2 separate regions of the Zea mays genome follow, and region 2 is linked to region 1. Evidence: chromatin contacts called from public Hi-C data. All regions are on one chromosome and are shown on one strand. Each heading gives the region's core, a stretch centred on a gene start, on an enhancer-like site or on the middle of the called end of the contact. The rest is flanking DNA. Distances are from core to core; before and after follow the strand shown. Region 1 holds the start of LOC103647262 (ubiquitin-60S ribosomal protein L40-1). Region 2 holds the start of LOC103647263 (Single-stranded nucleic acid binding R3H protein).

Region 1 (6,666 bases), core at 754-3,253:
ACCAATATTCATCAATGGGTTACTTATAAAAGGTTAGCAGAATGCAGACGAACACTGTTGTGGACTGGCAGGTCAGACAGAATGTATGCCTCAAAAGTTAAGCTCATAAGATAGCTTCGCACATCTAATTGGTTCATCACTCCTGCCAACCAGATGCACTGAATGCAATTGAAACAAAGACCACTTCTTTATGAAAACACAGCATCAGCAGTGCACCAATATTCAACAATGGGTTACTTATAAAAGGTTAGCCGAATGCAGACGAACACTGTTGTGGACTGGCAGGTCAGACAGAATGTATGCCTCAAAAGTTAAGCTCATAAGATAGCTTCGCACATCTAATTGGTTCATCACTCCTGCCAACCAGATGCACTGAATGCAATTGAAACAAAGACCACTTCTTCATGAAAACACAGCAGCAGCAGTGCACCAATATTCAACAATGGGTTACTTATAAAAGGTTAGCAGAATGCAGACGAACACTGATGTGGACTGGCAGGTCAGACAGAATGTATGCCTCAAAAGTTAAGCTCACAAGATAGCTTCGCACATCTAATTGGTTCATCACTCCTGCCAACCAGATGCACTGAATGCAATTGAAACAAAGACCGCTTCTTTATGAAAACACAGCATCAGCAGTGCACCAATATTCAACAATGGGTTACTTATAAAAGGTTAGCAGAATGCAGACGAACAATGTTGTGGACTGGCAGGTCAGACAGAATGTATGCCTCAAAAGTTAAGCCCATAAGATAGCTTCGCACATCTAATTGGTTCATCACTCCTGCTAACCAGATGCACTGAATGCAATTGAAACAAAGACCACTTCTTCATGAAAACACAGCAGCAGCAGTGCACCAATATTCAATAATGGGTTACTTATAAAAGGTTAGCAGAATGCAGACGAACACTGTTGTGGACTGGCAGGTCAGACAGAATGTATGCCTCAAAAGTTACGCTCATAAGATAGCTTCGCACATCTAATTGGTTCATCACTCCTGCCAACCCAATGCACTGAATGCAATTGAAACAAAGATAGTGGATTGTCACAAGTGGACACAAACTGATTGCTATGAAACAAAGATAATGGGTAGTCACAAGTGAACGCAAAGGAATGGGAAATGTCCCACCCGTGAAAATCAACTGCTGGAGTGGACTAGGCAGATGACAAAGTATGGGTGGGTGTCAATCTCTGGAGCCATGGGTGAACCCAATGCCACACATATAGGTCGGCGAGTCAATAACCCACAGCTCCACTGTAGTGGCAGCACGACGACTGCACATCCTACCACAATTACAACGGAACGCATGGATACAAAAATGTTCCATGTAGGTATCCTAGCGTAATCACAAGTCGAAAAAATGAATATATTCACCACAAACAATTTTTACTGGTTCGCGGTGGAGAAAAGAGCTCACTTGCGGCAGATCATCTTGTCCTGGTTGTACTTGCGGGCGAGCGCCTGGAGGGAAGGTTCAATGATGCCACCGCGAAGGCGAAGAACAAGGTGAAGGGTGGACTCCTTCTGGATGTTGTAGTCGGCCAAGGTGCGGCCGTCTTCGAGCTGCTTCCCCGCGAAGATTAGTCGCTGCTGGTCCGGCGGGATACCTGCACGCGTCAAGGTACAGGAATCAGCCATAGCCTGACAGGGGAAACGGGGTAAAAATGAACTCAGAAATGGATGCGTACAATACTCTACCTTCCTTGTCCTGGATCTTGGCCTTGACATTGTCGATTGTATCGCTGCTCTCGACCTCGAGGGTGATGGTCTTTCCCGTCAGGGTCTTCACGAAGATCTGCATCTTGACGTACCCGCCCCTTCTCTGAAGCTCACCGGACCAAGCTTTAGCGTCGGCTGCTCGTCGGCTTCGTACACAGAAGGGCAGGGTGAGCAAGGCAAAGGCGGCGGCCACCTGCTTTTATAGCACGCCAGGAAGTCTAGGGTTTTAATTGGGCTGGGCTTTTTCTGCTTGACCCCCGCATGAAGCCATGAAGGCTCCCAGGATTCTCAATGGGCCGGACCTTTTATATTCTACTCCAGATTATTTGGCGCCCCTTCACCCTTGTTAGCAAATTTCGCGCAAATGGAAATGTTGTCAAACTGAAATCATTCTATTAAATCAGGTTTGCATCTTATTAATTATTCTTATGGGTTGTTTCGTCTAGTGGTAGGATTCTTGCTTTTGGTTCAAAGGCCGTAAGTTCAATTCTGACAACATCCCATTACAAGTCACTAGGCCTGTTTTTCTATATAGGCAATTAATGTTTTTTAAGACTCTAGGATTTTCATTGGGCCGAGCATTTTCACGGTATTTTTTAGAGTATTTGAAACTTCACACCAACCTAAAGTTTTTTTCTATGACTAGCATTGCACATGTATACTAAATATTATGGTTTGAAATACTTTGTTTCCAAACACTTATAGCTAAGACTGATGTAAAAAATATTATGGTTGTGTTATGACATCTTAAAACCGTAATATTTCAAAACCATGATTTTGAAATACCTTGTTTCCAAACACGCCCTAATTTTGAATGTTGTGTGGTCTAAGGGCATGTACAACCTAGAGCCTCTTGCTCGCTTTTTCAAGTAGAAGAGACGGCTAAGAAAATGCATCATACAACCCTAAGCCACTAGAACATTAATGCAGTTAAGAGACAATATGTATAGAAAGTTGTGAAAAGACGGGCTCTTCGTGAAAAGCCTATCTCTTGACTTTTTTGTAGTTAACTCCCTAAAGACACCTTAAGAAACCCCTCAGTTAATGGGGTTGTACAAGCCATAAGTACCCCATGTTGGCTACTAAATTTTAAATTGAATTATAGTCTACATTTACAAAATGTTAGTTAGGTGTTAGAGCATCTCCAACTGTACCTAGTGTCCTATATTAAATATAGGGATCAACTCGTATAAAACAACTCCAACAGTGTCATATTTTACTTATTTTTATCAAAAATATAGACACTCCATAAAGTGGTCCAAATATACTACACCCGAAATCATTGCTCTACCCTTGTTTTCTACATCATTATCAATATCTTCTTTCATAATAATGTAGTTTACTACATAAAACCCATGATTTAGGGCTTAACTATTAGAGCACAATTTGTTTTTAGTGTCCTAAACACTTTAAACCGTGTAATATTTTAATTTTTTAGCACTATTTTGAGTCACCTTGTTGGAGATGCTCTTAGTCTAGTGATAACATCCACGCTTTGGGTGGGGTACAAGAGGTCCTAAGTTTGGTTACAAGAGGTCGTGAGTTTGGTTCTCACAACACCCAGCTCGGTGGACATGTGAAAGATTTGATTATTGAAGCCAAGAGATTACTCGAAGCCTGACCTGGTAGCCTCGGGCGGGGACTTCATAGAAAGAGTTATCGTGTTCTGCCTCATAGCCATCGTTGTGAACTAGACTCTTGTGGACGTCCTTGGCCTGGTGTAGATGATGTCGATCTAACTCGGTATTCTGATCTCTTCCATGATGAAGAGTATGAGCCCTATTGGACTGAGTTGGTTGTCGAGTCCCCTCTGAAAGTCGCCTAGAGGGGGGTGAATAGGGCGAATCTGAAATTTATAAACTTAAGCACAACTACAAGCCGGGTTAGCGTTAGAGATAAAAACGAGTCTGAGAGAGAGGGCGCAAAACAAATCGTGAGCAAATAAAGAGCGAGACACGATGATTTGTTTTACCGAGGTTCGGTTCTTGCAAACCTACTCCCCGTTGAGGTGGTCACAAAGACCGAGTCTCTTTCAACCCTTTCCCTCTCTCAAACGGTCACCTAGACCGAGTGAGCTTCTCTTCTCAATCAAACGGAACACAAAGTTCCCGCAAGGACCACCACATAATTGGTGTCTCTTGCCTTGGTTACAATTGAGTATGATCACAAGAAGAATGAGAAAGAAAAGAAGCGATCCAAGCGCAAGAGCTCAAAAGAACACAAATATCACTCTCTTACTAGTCACTATTGATTGGAGTTGTCTTTGGACTTGGGAGAGGATTTGATCTCTTTGGAGTGTCTAGAATTGAATGCTATAACTCTTGTAATATGTTGAAGGTGGAAAATTAGGATTCCATTGAATGTGGGGTGGTTGGGGTATTTATAGCCCCAACCACCAAAAATGGTCGTTGGAAGGCTGCTGTCGCATGGCGCACCGGACAGTCCGGTGCGCCACCGGACACTATCCGTGCGCCAGCCACGTCAGCAGACCGTTGGGGTTCGACCGTTGGAGCTCTGACTTGTGGGGTCTCTGGGCTGTCCGGTGCGCCAACTGTGCGTGCTCTATCCTCTGCGCGCGGAGGCGCGCATTAAATGCGTTGCAGTCGACCGTTGCGCACGAAGTAGCCGTTGCTCCGCTGGCACACCGGACAGTCCGGTGAATTGTAGCGGAGCGCCCTCTGATTTTCCCGAAGGTAGCGAGTTCAGCGTCGAGTGCCCTGGTGCACCGGACACTGTCCGGCGCGCCAGACCAGGGTGCCTTTTGGGGTGTCTTTTGCTCTCTTTGCTTGACCCCTTTCTTGGTCTTTTTATTGGCTTATTGTGAACCTTTGGCACCTGTAGAACTTATAGACTAGAGCAAACTAGTTAGTTCCATTTATTTGTGTTGGGCAATTCAACCACCAAAATCAATTAGGAAAAAGATGTAAGCCTAATTCCCTTTCAATCTCCCCCTTTTTGGTGATTGATGCCAACACGAACCAAAGCAAATATAACAGTGCATAATTGAACTAGTTTGCATAATTGTAAGTGTAAAGGTTACTTAGAATTGAGCCAATATAAATTCTCATAAGATATGCAAGGATTGTTTCTTTATATTTTCATCATTTTGGACCACGCTTGCACCACATGTTTTGTTTTTGCAAATCCTTTTGTAAATTGTTTTCAAAGTCCTTTTGCAAATAGTCAAAGGTAAATGAATAAGATTTTGAGAAGCATTGTCAAGATTTGAAATTTTCTCCCCCTGTTTCAAATGCTTTTTCTTTGACTTAAACAAAAACTCCCCCTCAATAAATCCTCCTCTTAGTGTTCAAGAGGGTTTTAAGATACCAATTTTGAAAATGCTACTTTCTCCCCCTTTTGAATAAGATATCAATTGAAAAATTCATTATTGCAAAACCTTTTCTTAGCATTAAATTTTGAAAATTGGTGGTGGTGCGGTCCTTTTGCTTTGGGCTAATACTTTCTCCCCCTTTGGCATGAATCGCCAAAAACGGATACTCGAGTGAAATATAAGCATATTTTACTACTTTCTCCTACTTTTGGCGAACATAATATGAGTGAAGATTATACCAAAGTTGGAGAGTTGCTCGGAGCGACGGCGAAGGATAAGTTATGGAGTGGAGTGGAAGCCTTTGTCTTCGCCGAAGACTCCAATTCCCTATCAATATACCTATGACTTGGTTTGAAATATACTTGAAAACACATTAGTCATAGCATATAAAAGAGACATGATCAAAGGTATATTTATGAGCTATGTGTGCAAAACATCAAAAGAAATTCCTAGAATCAAGAATATTTAGCTCATGCCTAAGTTTGTTAAAAGTTTGTTCATCTAGTGGCTTGGTAAAGATATCGGCTAATTGTTCTTTAGTGTTAATGTAAGCAATCTCGATATCCCCTTTTTGTTGGTGATCCCTTAAGAAATGATACAGAATGGCTATGTGTTTAGTGCGGCTATGTTCAACGGGATTATCCGCTATACGGATGGCACTCTCATTATCACATAGAAGAGGAATTTTGGTTAATTTGTAACCATAGTCCCTAAGGGTTTGCCTCATCCAAAGCAATTGCGCGCAACAATGACCTGCGGCAATATACTCAGCTTCGGCGGTAGAAAGAGCCACGGAATTTTGCTTCTTTGAAGCCCAAGACACCAAGGATCTTCCCAAGAACTGGCAAGTCCCTGATGTGCTCTTTCTATTAATCTTACACCCCGCCCAATCGGCATCCGAATAACCAATTAAATCAAATATGGATCCCCGAGGGTACCAAAGTCCAAACTTAGGAGTATAAACTAAATATCTCAAGATTCGTTTTACGGCCGTAAGGTGAGCTTCCTTAGGGTCGGCTTGGAATCTTGCACACATGCATACGGAAAGCATAATATCCGGTCGAGATGCACATAAATAGAGTAAGGAGCCTATCATCGACCGGTATACCTTTTGATCGACGAATTTACCTCCCGTGTCGAGGTCGAGATGCCCATTGGTTTCCATGGGTGTCTTGATGGGCTTGGCATCCTTCATCCCAAACTTATTTAGAATGTCTTGAATATACTTCGTTTGGCTAATGAAGGTGCCCTCTTGGAGTTGCTTCACTTGAAATCCCAAGAAGTACTTCAACTCCCCCATCATAGACATCTCGAATTTCTGTGTCATGATCCTACTAAATTCCTCACAAGTAAATTCGTTAGTAGACCCAAATATAATATCATCAACATAAATTTGGCATACAAACAAATCATTGTTAAGAGTTTTAGTAAATAAAGTAGGATCGACCTTTCCGACTTTGAAACCATTAGTGATAAGGAAATCTCTTAGCCATTCATACCATGCTCTTGGGGCTTGCTTGAGCCCATAAAGCGCCTTAGAGAGTTTATATACGTGATTAGGGTACTCACTATCTTCAAAGCCGGGAGGTTGCTCAACATAGACCTCTTCCTTGA
Region 2 (6,261 bases), core at 581-3,080, 150 kb after region 1:
TACGGTGTGCTAAGAGTTTAGCATCAAAGAGATGTGTTACGACAAAAGAAACTGACCTGTCATAGCTTCTGTCATAATCAGGATCCTTGCGCTCTGACTCACGATCTCTGAAAATTGCAACCCTATTGTTCTGCTTGTTTCTATTGACTGCAGGCTCCTTATCAATCTTGCTTCTATTTGACCTGCTGCTAGCTGAAGTGGTAGTCAAGCTCCTCTCAAGAGTAATTTCAGCCCCTTGACCTATTCTATTGCTTGAGTTCAACTCCAAGGAAGTGGACCTGTGAAGAGTACTGGGTAAAGTCACTTCCTCAGCTGATCTCTCATCAGTAGCAGTACTGCTATTGCTGTTGTTAAATATCCGCGCTCGTGCCTTGTTGTATTCCTCTTTTCTTTCTTCGACGCTTTTTTGGAGGTTGTCTCTAGAAGAGTGAGCACTTGAGCTGTTCATGCCATGTAAATTCTTTTGAGGCCTCTGTTTAATAGCTACTTTCGCCACAGAGATGTCTTCTTGTGGCAGGTTAACTGGAATATCTGCAAGGCGGACAGCAGGCAGTCGGCAGTCGAATGTTGTCTTACGGAGGATGATACGTGAACCAGTTCCATCAGGCAAACTGTTGTCTGGTATGGCAATGGACTGCAGGAAGTAATGCTGCGCCAGGCGATGTGCAGCAAGACGCAGATACGAAGTTGGAAGGCCATTGAATTCATACTCTGTACGACTAGGGTCATGAATGAACTTCAAAATTTCTTGCTCCATTCTTAGCACTGCAGAAAGGAATAGACTGGGGTCAAATACAAGGACTAGGCGTATTTTGTCGATTAATATTAAAGCATTAGGCAATGGAACAGTCAAAATGTAAAGTTCCAGTTGGTGATAATTGGGTTAAATAGTAGAACCACGCGACCATCAGATGCACAAGCTGCTTGGAACAAACACTTGCAATTCATAATTTTCGGAACGGGATTTTACTATCTGATGGCTGTACAAAATCTCTTATCCCATGGGACCAGCATGTTTGCACAGGTGAAAAGGACATAAACTGTATGGAAAACACCAGTCACATTTTCCAGATACCTCACTATAGTGGCAAGCCATAAGGGATGAAGTACATAAAGATAGCACACAGTATATAATTAAGACCAAGAATACATGTACCCTATGAATAAAGCAGCTAGCCGCCTGCGCACATCTCAAAACAAGCAAGGAACACTCTGCACGAATTCTAAGCTAACATTTTTGTCGCCCAATCAAGTTAACGCATAACAAACAAATGGAATGGTAAACTAACTGCGGAGGAGGCGTTAATTTTACCAGAAAGCCTCTCCCTTGGCTTCTCGAGGGCCTCTCGTAGGAACTGATCGACCTGGGCTACCACATCCTCGCGCGCATCTGAGGGAGCCGAAGGCGCGCCCTGCGGCTGCAGTGTGGGCGGCGGCTGGGGCGGGTCCTGGTCGTCAGCGAAGTCCGGCGAAGAGGACACGCGTCGCGCGGAGAGGATGAGCCGACTCATGGGCCCGTCTATGTCGGCCGTCTCCCACGAGTCCGGCGCAGCGGCTGCGGCGTCCTCGGCTGCGGGCTCCATGTCTTTACGTGCGCGTGCGATCCGGAGCTAGAGAGCGGAGGGACGGCGGGCGGAGAAGCTGGAGCTAGAAACGAGGGCGGCCATGGGGCCGGGGCGCCGGGATCTGGAGGAGGAAGCGCAGCTAGGGTTTGGTTCTGCGGTGCAGGTGTTGGGAGGAACCCGAACGCGGTGGAGATAGGAATCTAGGCGAAGGCGAGGGAGGATAGGGTGTGCAGTGAAGTTACGATGTTGCCCTTGCGGTATTACCATGTGCGCTGATGAGGCCGATTTTTTAGCTCTTTTTTCGGGGAAAAATCATGTTTGCCCCCTGAACGACTTAATAGTGTTTTTGACTATTTGCTCGATATCATAGACCATATCGTGGAGATAACACATATCGGCATCATAAGCCATGCATCGAACAAAGGGACACGCTAGCGGCTGACATGATCTAGCTCGACGTCACAGATCTTAGAGCCGAGCTAGGCAGCCTTAATAAATCCCCTACTTCCCTGGGCGAGAGCTACTCCCGACCATTCTTCTTCTTCCTCATTTCCTTCGTTTTCCATATCTCCCAACGGACTCCAATCTTCGTTTTCGAGTCTGAAAGCTTCGTTTCGGTCTATACAACTTGAAGAGCAATGTATGGTGTCTCACTGATTTATTTATTATATATATATATATATATTAAGAGCTCTGGGCTTCCAATAACTAGAGGAAGTCCAGGTCGGACGGTGCAATCCGGTCGAGCCGGACCACATCCAGACGTCTATAAAACAGGATCGGGAGTGGTAGGGTTCAGTTTTTTACGCTCCACCCTGATTCATTAGCGACGCCGCGTGCGACGACGACGGTTGCCCTAGAGCGTGCGCGGCGGTGGACCCCCAGCCGGTGGCCGCAACTCCATGACCTCGACGCGCGGTGGCGGAGGTTCCTCGATCTGGAGTAGTGGCGGCGGTTCCCAGGTCGGTGGCGGCGGCTCCCCGATCCAGAGGGCGAGCGACAGCGGTGCCCTTGTGCGGGCAAACGGCGGCGTCCCCGAGGCCTCGAGGAGGCGGCACTTCCAAAGCCGGCGAGCAAGCGACGCCCGTCAACGTGCGAGTAGCGACGACGACTCATGAGACGCGATGTTCGAGCGAGCGGCGTCACGGAAGGCATGAGATGCGCGCAGCGATGATCGTGCGTGACATCTTCCGATCCGGCGCAGTTTCTTTTCGATTATTGTGTTTTATGCCTATCACATGTATTATTTATGCTAAAAATTGTACGATTTTATGCTTGAACACGGAGTTCGTATATCAGTTTACTGCATGCACATTGGAAAGACAATTCCTTAATTTATGTTGTTCGTAATTTGCGCGCATGCAATGGAAACTCCCACGATTTTTGCCATAATTTTTGGATTTGTATAAAAATAGAAACCGCATGCATGCGGCTGCCATGTTTTTCGGATCTGATATAAAAATAGGATCGTAATAACAACCTACTAGAGCTATCAACCTCTCAAATTGACTCGGTATTTACGCTTATAATTGAGGGATTTTATACTCAAAACTTAAGGTTTTTACGCTCCACCCAGAGATTTGTCCACCAGTGAATAACATGCCAGATTTTTTACGCAGTGTAAGGAATTACATAAATACCTACAGTGTAATATAATTTGTTTCAGTATATATCATAAACTAGTTCTAATGCGTTTAGCTGCATAGATGTTAGAGAGATCCTATATTTATGAAGGAAATAAAACATTAAATGCGATTTTTTGTTTCTATGAATGCAATTCATTTCCTTTCATTGCATATTCTTTTCATCATAAATTCATGTGCATGCAGCTGGTAACAGATTTTTACGCAGTATACCGAATTGCATAATTATCTACACAGTGTAGCATATTTAGTATAAGTATATATCATAAAATGGTCATTGCGAGTCTAGCTGCATGGCTGTTGCAGCGATCCTAAATTTTTGGAGGAAATAAAGAATTTAAAATAGAAACCGACACACATATCTTTCCTAAATTTATGCGCATGCAAGGAAACATGCTTGGCTCATGCATGCATTTTGCCATAATTTTTGGATCTGTATAAAAATATAAACCGCATGCATGCGGCTGCCATGTTTTTCGGATCTGCCATAAAAATAGGATCATAATAACAACCTACTAGAGCTATCAACCTCTCACATTGGCTCGGTATTTACGCTTATAATTGAGGAATTTTATGCTTAAAACTTAAACTTTTTACGCTCCAACCCGGAGATACGTCCACCAGTGAACAACATGCCAGATTTTTTACGCAGTGTATCGAATTGCATAAATACCTACACCGTGTAGTATAATTTGTATCAGTATATATGATAAACTAGTTATAATGTGTTTAGCTGCATGGCTGTTGAAGGTATCCTATATTTATGAAGGAAATAAAACATTAAATATATTTTTTTATTTTTATGCGTGCAATTCATTTCCTTTCATTGCACATTCTTTCCATCATAAATTCGTGCGCATGCAATTGGTAATAGATTTTTATGCAGTATACCTAATTGCATAATTATCTACACAATGTAGCATATTTAGTATCAGTATATGTCATAAAATAGTCCTTACGAGTCTAGCTGCATGGCTGTTACAGCGAACTTAAAATTATGGAGTAAATAAAGCATTTAAAAATAGAAATCGCCACACATATCTTTCCTAAATTTACGCGCATGCAAGGAACGTGTTTGACTCATGCATTCATTCTTTTTTTGCGCGTATGGGGCGGGTGGCGCACCCAACAGCCTGGTTGAGTCGGCGCGTTGTGTTCAACCATGTTGCAGGGTGGTCGGCCTGGGCTTCTTTTAACTATTGGAAGCCCAGGGCTCCCGTTATACCTGCCCTATATATATATATATATATATATATATATATATATATATATATATATATATATATATATATATATATATTGCTTCCTGTGGTTCTTTAGGGTTTAGATTAATTAGGTTTGATTGGTGGACATATGATGGAAAACATGTATCGTGAGCAGTTGTGGCGGACGAGAGTATTGGTGCCACTGTGTTGAGAACATGTTGCAGTGCTCTCTGCACAGGTGCGGACGGTCCGCAGCCAGGGGTCGGATAGTCCGCGACCTGGTGCAGGGCTCGGGTTCCCTGCCGGACGGTCCGTGCCTAGAGGCCGGACGGCCCGCGCGTGCGTAGGGGCACCGGAGTTCGCCGGCGACGCCTGAATCTCGCTCCCGAGAGGGACCCCGTCGGGGAGGAGAGATCCTAGGCTTCGTCTAGGGTCGGCAGACCACCCTAGACACCTCTAATCGACGTAGAGCCGAAGAGAAACGAAGAATTTGGGGTACGGAAAACTAATCTAGAGCTAAACTAGAACTACTCCTAATGCATAAGTAAAACGAGAAATAGAATTGATTTGATCGATTGTGGGGGTTCAATCAGTCGTAGCCCTTCATCTATATAAAGGGGGGTCTGGATCCGCTACAAGTTGTTTCCCGAGCTAATCCTGTGGTTTTAGGTAACAAATCCCGTGAGAAACTCGAAACCCTAACTGACTCTGCGCACACGCGGACCGTCCGCGCGGTCGTTTCTGGTGCTCAACATATGCCCCCTGCCTTTTGGTGGAGGTTGACGAACCAAAAGCATATGAACTAAGCCTAATGCAAGCCACCGGCTTTTTCGATCCAATATGGCGATCATTCAATAGAGCCCCAATGCGTAAATATCGTTTAAGACTGCATCTTTCTCGACCGTGATCATTTCATCAATGGATCAAAAAGGATTAGAATGGAGATGCCCCCCAGCCTGAATAGACAAAGGGAGTACGCATGTACCATGGGTTCAACATCGTACCATTCCATATTTGAACAGGACAATACATCGATGATGAGTAGGTGGTGGGAAGCATCCTGGCATAACAGGATGAACAGGCGATGCTTGTTGCGTCGTCTTTCGGGTTGTTTTACTCGGCCGTTTTGTTTTAGTGGGTGACAGGGTGTAACACCCTGAATTTGGGGGTATAAAATTTCTTTTCGAATATTCACCAAATTCAGGTGTTACCCTCTCTTTATCATCTTCTTTTCTATTTTTTCCATTGGTTAAAAGCAAATCAATTTTGGTTGTTAAATCCATTAGAGTAGAGAGTTTTTTTTAAAAGAAAATAATGTTGTGAAAAAATTAGCCTTTGAGTAATATAAAACTTTAATCAACGGTTAATGCATTTATTTTTAGAGCATGACTTTTGTTTGTTAATTAATTTCCAAAGGTTTATTTGTATTCGATTTATTTTTATAAAAACCCAGTTTATTTAAATAAATAGGATTTACCCTAATTATTCTTTTGAAATTGTTTTTTTATTATTTATAATTTATTATATTTTCAGAATATTCTAATATGTATATTTAGAAAAAAGGAACAAAAGAAAAGAAATAAATAAAAGGGAAATCAACCCCCTCTCCCTTTCAGCCCGCTCGCGGCCCAAATTCTTCCCCGGCGCTCCCGCGCCGGCCTGCCTCGTCTGCGGCCCAGCTCGACCTCGGCTGCGCTTGGCCTCGCGTGTGTGCGGCCCACGCCAGCGCCCAGCCTGCTTGAGCTCCCGCGCGCACAGCGCACTCGTGCGGCCCAGCTCGGCCAGCGCCCTCCTCGGCCTGCCCGCGGCCCACTTCGTGTCCTGTAGCCCAGCGCGCCACGCTGCCCT

Evidence for each region. A called contact is a pair of places that touch in the nucleus more often than the background predicts.
Region 2: a contact with region 1 is called in a Hi-C map of tassel, with 4 times the contacts expected there. The contact joins the promoter of LOC103647263 here to the promoter of LOC103647262 in region 1. A contact is called at or near these places in 3 of 25 Hi-C or Micro-C datasets (ear, leaf and tassel).

Annotation. Positions count from the first base shown.
Region 1 is chr2:169,576,111-169,582,776 of Zm-B73-REFERENCE-NAM-5.0, forward strand. LOC103647262 (ubiquitin-60S ribosomal protein L40-1) reads right to left here and starts at 2,004. Exons shown (of 4, transcript XM_008671814.4): 1 at 1,701-2,004; 2 at 1,420-1,609. The coding sequence starts at 1,803. It overlaps LOC111591051 (small nucleolar RNA Z266), which reads right to left and starts at 793; the gene lies at 705-793. It overlaps LOC111591050 (small nucleolar RNA Z266), which reads right to left and starts at 1,007; the gene lies at 919-1,007. It overlaps LOC111591047 (small nucleolar RNA Z266), which reads right to left and starts at 151; the gene lies at 63-151. It also overlaps LOC111591048 and LOC111591049.
Region 2 is chr2:169,730,629-169,736,889 of Zm-B73-REFERENCE-NAM-5.0, forward strand. It overlaps LOC103647263 (Single-stranded nucleic acid binding R3H protein), which reads right to left and starts at 1,831. Exons shown (of 5, transcript XM_008671815.4): 1 at 1,313-1,831; 2 at 57-765. The coding sequence starts at 1,583.